2 separate regions of the Hordeum vulgare genome follow, and region 1 is linked to region 2. A link is a contact called in public Hi-C data. All regions are on one chromosome and are shown on one strand. Each heading gives the region's core, a stretch centred on a gene start, on an enhancer-like site or on the middle of the called end of the contact. The rest is flanking DNA. Distances are from core to core; before and after follow the strand shown. Region 1 holds the start of LOC123448870 (CASP-like protein 4B2). Region 2 holds the start of LOC123448867 (protein SCAR2-like).

Region 1 (3,108 bases), core at 566-3,065, 810 kb after region 2:
TAAGGGATGCTAGGACTGACATCGGCCGCCCTTGCATCGTGCACGAGCGCAGAGGGCAAGTGGGCCCATGAACCCTTTGTGCTTAGGAGTTAGACCGGCGGGTTGGCCTCTCTGTTGAGTTTAGGTGGGGCTGCGACGTGTCGATATTCCGAGGCCGGGCATGACCCAGAAAAGTGTGTCCGGCCAGAGTGTTATCGAGCGCGTCGGGGAATATGTTGTGCACCCTTGCAGGGAAGAACTTATATATTCGAATAGTCGTGTCCACGGTTACATGATGACTTGGAGTTGTGCCTTGATATTATACAACTACAATGGTTACTTAACTGGAATTGTTGCCCTGGGATTGCTTCCTCGCAGGGAGTCGAGGGAGGATCTCTGGGCATGCCCTCATATTAATTTTGATGCAACAATATGCCTATTATTTGTGTTACCCCGTTCTACTCTCGTCTATTGCTGCAAGACCCTGAAGATGCTAGTCTTCAATAGGACTAGGCCATCTTTCTCTATTCTCGCATTGCTGCAGTCAGTCCACATATAAACCCCCTTCTTTGATACTCATGCATACTTACCATAGTTCTGATATAAGTCTTGCCAGTACTTTGGATGAGTACTCACCGTTGCTTTGCTCCCCCTTTGTCCCCTTGATCCGTTGCTGCGACCAGATGATGGAGCCCAGGAGATGGAGTTTCCCGCCGACGCCTGCTACCCCGATGGTGACTTCTTCGTGAAGGCCGCTGAAAACCAGGAGTAGTTTAGGAGGTTCCTAGGCAGGAGGCCTCGCCTCGTTCGATCGTGTTTCTTTTGTGCTAGCCTTCTCTAAGGCACCTCATGTTTAATGTCTGTACTCAGATATTTGTTGCTTTCGCTGACTCGTGTGTTTATCGAACTTCTGTATTCTAGCCCTCGAGGCCCGTGGCTTGTAATATGAAGCTTGTTTGTTTTATTTGTGTCTAGAGTTGTGTTGTGATATCTTTTCGTGAGTCCTTGAGTTTGATCGTACGCATTTGCATGCATGATTAGCGTATGATTAAATCGAGGACGTCACAAGCACCTCCTCCTTCACGTCCGGTACGACCACATTGCCTGTCGCAGAGAGAGCCAGCATGGTGATCGTGCATGTTCTTGGAGTCTTCCAAGACACGTTGAATGAGCCGGACCTCCTCCTCCTCTGTCATGGGAGGTGGTGGTGGTGGCGACGGAGTACGCCCGCGCACCCAGGGATATGCCCGCCGCAGGCTAGGTGGGCGGCCAACAAAATATGACGCGGGGCCGCACGTCGTGCTCGTCCCGAAACAATTGTCCCACAATGGGGAATCGACGGCGTACCTGGGTCGTAGTGCATGTCGTCAGACAGGCAACGACAACAGTGGTCGATCTCCTCGCTGTTCGTCTGGACCCAAATTGTACGCATATTTGCGTTTGAAATGGATTGGGCCGGACACAAAACGAATAAGATGGATTCAGACCATCGCGCGCTGACTCGTGAGGTTTGTCTGTTTTGCTTCAAACGGACATGACCGAATGAGACGGGTCGTGTGGTGGAGTTTTTTTTTTTTTTGGACAGGTGGTGGAGTTGACCTTAGAAACGGAGGGAGTGGTATATTTCGATTGCTGGTCCGTCACTGGACCCCGAATAGAGCCTTGCCTGTCAACGATGGGTGTACTCAAACTACACTCCAGCTCCATGTACCACAGCAGGAGTCCAACCCCACCTTTCACGTGACGAACGCACCCATAACTCACAGACTGAAGGGCCTGAGCACAACAAAGTAGCGACGGTTCAGTCTTTGACAAGAGGTGAAGAGGTTTGCCGGCTAATCCCGTTCTTGCTTTCCCCTCAAGTGTTTTTCCAGCTTCATCACACACACAGCAAACACCTCAGTTCAGCTCTCCCCGTTCACCACTGGTCAGGCACTGTTCCACTGGTGAGCGATGGCGATGGTCACGGCTGACGCCTCCGCCGCCGCCGACGCCGCCACGAAGCAGCCAGACGTCGAAAAGGATTACAGCTCCTACAACGGCGCCTCCACCGCGGGAGCGGGCGGCGGCGGCGTTGTGGAGTCGGTGGTGGCGCGGTGGAGGCGGGAGGACATGCTCGACAAGTGCCCCCTCGCGCTGCACGCTGCCGCCGCCGCCTTCGCCTTCGTCGCGCTCGTGCTCGTCGCGTCCAACCAGCACGGCGACTGGATGCAGTTCGACCGCTACCAGGAGTACATGTGCGCCGATTTGATCTTGGCCGCCTAGGGCTGGTCTTCGATCCGGGACTCTTAAGCGTCTTACATGTGCTGCGTTGTTGCTAGGTACCTGCTCGCAATCGCGGCGCTGGCCTTCGCCTACTCGCTGGCGCAGGCGCTGCGGCACGCGCACCGGATGCGCGGCGGCGCCGACCCCATCCCCGCGCCGTCCGCGAGGCTTTTCGATTTCATTGCTGATCAGGCGAGTTGCTTCGACCTGTTAGTTTGCACCTGTTATCATTATTTCTCCTTGTTATTGTTATCTGATAAGAGTCCATGTGTTTTGTATCTCTCAATTGGACCAATGTTTGCTGGTCAGGGAGGGGAAAGTAGGCAAATAAAGTGTGGCCGAAGTTTACCGTGTTAAAGTAAGAGTGGCTACCGGGGAGTAGAGATTCCAATTCCATTTGTAAAGGAGACATCAATCCACTAGTAGAGTAGCGACCGGGGAGTAGAGTACCTTTTCTTGTTTTTGTTTTTTGTGGAATCCAAATGATAGGTACTGTATTGTTCTTGGATTGAGGCGTTTTAACTGTTAAGAGTAAGATTGGTCTATGGAAGCGTACACTCGGCAATGTTCTGGTTCAATACATAGCTACAATTTCACAAATTACAACCCATATCGCCCTTGTTTCTTTGTGGAAACAACTAGAATATGATACATGTAGCTCTCCATAATGGTCCAATAGTTCAATCTCTAGGACAACCCAGCAACAACCATCGCTGATAATGTTGTGGCGTTGGAATGGGGGGAGTAAAGTAGTTGGGGAGTGGTTAGGGCCAGCCATGAGCTTCGATGTATGTTCTGAATCATTGGTTTGCTTGGAGCTTTGGAAGAGTACAATACTAGATGACAAACAATAGTTCATGTTGT
Region 2 (2,874 bases), core at 336-2,835:
AAGAGCCAGCTGCTCCGCCGAACAACATCCTCTTCCTCCAGAACTTGCCGGACCAGACGACGAGCGTGATGCTCCAGATCCTGTTCCAGCAATACCCTGGTTTCCGGGAGGTGCGGATGATCGAAGCCAAGCCAGGCATTGCTTTTGTGGAGTATGAGGACGAGAACCAGTCCATGGTTGCAATGGAAGCCCTCCAGGGTTTCAAGATCAGCCCAGAGAACCCAATGGCTATATCATACGCCAAAAAGTGAACGATCCCCCGAACCGGCCCAAAAGAAAATTCTGTAACTATAAGATTTTCCACCCTAAGCTTTCAAGCTGCTGTGCTGGCTTTCTAACCCTGTATTTCTTGGAAGTGACTTGCTTGTTGTTTAAGAAGTTAAAAGTATCTGCTACTTTAAAATCAGGTTTGGCTCTACGCTTTCGTGTGAACCCTGGTATTGTCCTTGTCAAGTCTGGTATCGTGGGCTGCATAATCTTTTCATGTTTCACATACAGTGGTAGGAGAAGTTAACAAGACATGGACGTACCCCTCGCTTAAAAGGCAAGAGAAAATCATCAGGCCTATCTATCTATCTATCTAGTCCATATGGTCAGAGATGAATGAATGAATGAGGTGTATATTCCTTAATATATTTTTCGGCAGAAATCAGACAAGTGTCTATCTCAGTAGTTGCCGGCATGATGCGTGATGGTTGAACAAGTATTTTAGTGGTGGGACGGTAGGTTTGGTGGCCTGTTTTTTGTTTAATGGGAGGCGTGCGTGCCGCCTTGTACCACTACTGCTTATACTGTTTAGCAATTATGGGATTGTTGTTGCCTTCGTGGCCCTCAAATTAGGTGCGTATCTCCCCCGTTGGCCGCCTTGTATGAATGAGTAGCTTTCAAGTCGAATGAAGAATGTAGTATTATGTGTGCATGGCCGCCATGTTTCTTTCTAGTGGAGGGGGGTGGCCGGCTAGCAAAGGCATGCGGGCGGTTCCTTTGTAAAAGGAAATAGTAGTTCCCTCTGTGTTTGTGCTCGCTCGCTCGTGCAACCTATATGCTGGTCCTACGCCTATGCTGGCTGGTTGTTGCAAGGCTACAGATATCAGATCGTGTGCTGTGGGGTTGGGGAATATGTAGGGTGTTGCGGTTGGGCGCCGGTTTTGTCCTGTCGAAATCGCGACGAAATCTTGTAGCCTACTGCGCCTGTGAGTCGTGTCTTCGTCGTGTAACGACACCCATCATGTGACACGTAAGAGGCATCAGCTAGCTGGTCTTGCCCTGTGACCGTTGTCTCGTTAGATTTGGATGTCCTGGTTCTTACCGATCTTGCTTAACATGCTTGTAAGTGAAGAACCGCACCGAGCATGAGCAGGAGCAGGGGCTGTAAGTAAATTTTACTCTGCGCAAAGTGCAAAGGTGTCCATGGGAAGCTTGGTGCATCGTCGACAGTTAAAACCGCTGCAGCAACCTTTGCGGACCGCGTGGACAGTCATTCGGAAACCACCTTCGAATTCAGGCTTCATTACTTACGCACGGGCACGGGCACGGCAGTGAAGGTGATCACACTTCACAGGTTCCGCTATAGCACCAAGCAACATTGACTCATTATGCATTAACAAGTTCACATGATGCACTGGGCCGAGCATGGGTGGGCCCCACGCTGCTGCGACCTGCGGGGAGCAAACCCATAGAGAGAAAGAGCGCAATTAGCGACGAGTAATAACCCCTTTAATCTCGCTCCCTCCCCTGAGAAATCCTCTTTTCTCTCTCTCTCTCTCTCTGCTTATGCGCTGAGCGCCCTGGAAGTACGAGAAAGAGACAAGACACAGGGAGGCCACCGCCGCGAACAACACCGGCCACGCCAAACCTTCTCAGGCTTACATTTAGCGGCAGCCACCAATCCATCCAAAACTGCACAGCCACCGGGACAGGAGGATCCTCCATCCTAGACCTCTGCGCACCTGCCTGAGCCACCGGTAGGATCGGCAATCAACAGAGAAAAGCTGCCATTGCTGCTGCTGCAGGAGCAGGAGCAGGAGCAGAAGCAGAAGCAGAAGCAGCAGGAGGCGGGAGGGGAGCTCCCGGCCGGAGCAATCGAGGACGACAATGCCCCTGTCCAGGCACACGGTGGCCAACGAGTACTCCCTCGGCGGCCGCGACCTCTACAAGCGGGCCGACCAGCACGACCCCGAGGCCGTCCTCGACGGCGTCGCCACGGCCGGCCTCGTCGGCCTCCTCCGCCAGCTCGGCGACCTCGCAGAGTACGCCCATGCTGCTCACATCTCTCCTTTGAGTTTCTCTCTTCTTTTCCTTCTATCCCACGGATTCTTGCAAACATTTTGGGATTGTTATTTTTGCCGCGTCATGAATCATGAATGTCGTTTGGGTCACTGGTGTTGACAGCAAGTAGATCACCTAATGCTTTTCTTTCGAACAAATTCGGTGGTTTTCAGACCCTTTTTTTCGGACCAACTAAACTAGGTGATTGATGTATGGATTAGCGCCCTTGACTTCGAGGTGGTTAGCTGTTGTTGTTGATAGTCTTGTCCTTGCTAGGCAACAGAGAGCAGTTTCTTTTTCTCGGTTGTGACCAAGCACTCTCTTGTCATCATATAACTTCCATTATTATTTAATCTTATGTTCCCATTCATGTACTGGTAGAAAAAAAAATACTTTGATTAGTAGAACCTGAAGGTTGAAGCAAAGACAATACAATACTGGCGCTGCTCTAAAAGTAGCCAAAGTCTGATCCCCAAGAATTTAGAATTACGACATGCTGAATCACAAATTGTTCTTGGGATCGATGGAGACGATCATTGCCTTTTCCGTTCTTCATCAACTTCAGATTTTATTTGTTTTACGCGAGGGGTGCAGTACAAGTGTACA

The links. Hi-C and Micro-C count contacts between places; a contact is called where the count stands out from the background.
Region 1: a Hi-C map of seedling shows a contact between it and region 2, with 4 times the contacts expected there. The contact joins the promoter of LOC123448870 here to the promoter of LOC123448867 in region 2. A contact is called at or near these places in 1 of 6 Hi-C or Micro-C datasets (seedling) and 1 of 1 datasets of contacts at active chromatin or transcription factors (embryo).

Annotation. Positions count from the first base shown.
Region 1 is chr4H:442,394,586-442,397,693 of MorexV3_pseudomolecules_assembly, forward strand. It overlaps LOC123448870 (CASP-like protein 4B2), which reads left to right and starts at 1,816. Exons shown (of 3, transcript XM_045125900.1): 1 at 1,816-2,216; 2 at 2,301-2,436. The coding sequence starts at 1,933.
Region 2 is chr4H:441,587,380-441,590,253 of MorexV3_pseudomolecules_assembly, forward strand. It overlaps LOC123448867 (protein SCAR2-like), which reads left to right and starts at 1,586. Exons shown (of 9, transcript XM_045125895.1): 1 at 1,586-2,249. The coding sequence starts at 2,095. LOC123448868 (U2 small nuclear ribonucleoprotein B''-like) reads left to right here. Exons shown (of 5, transcript XM_045125896.1): 5 at 1-418. The coding sequence ends at 251.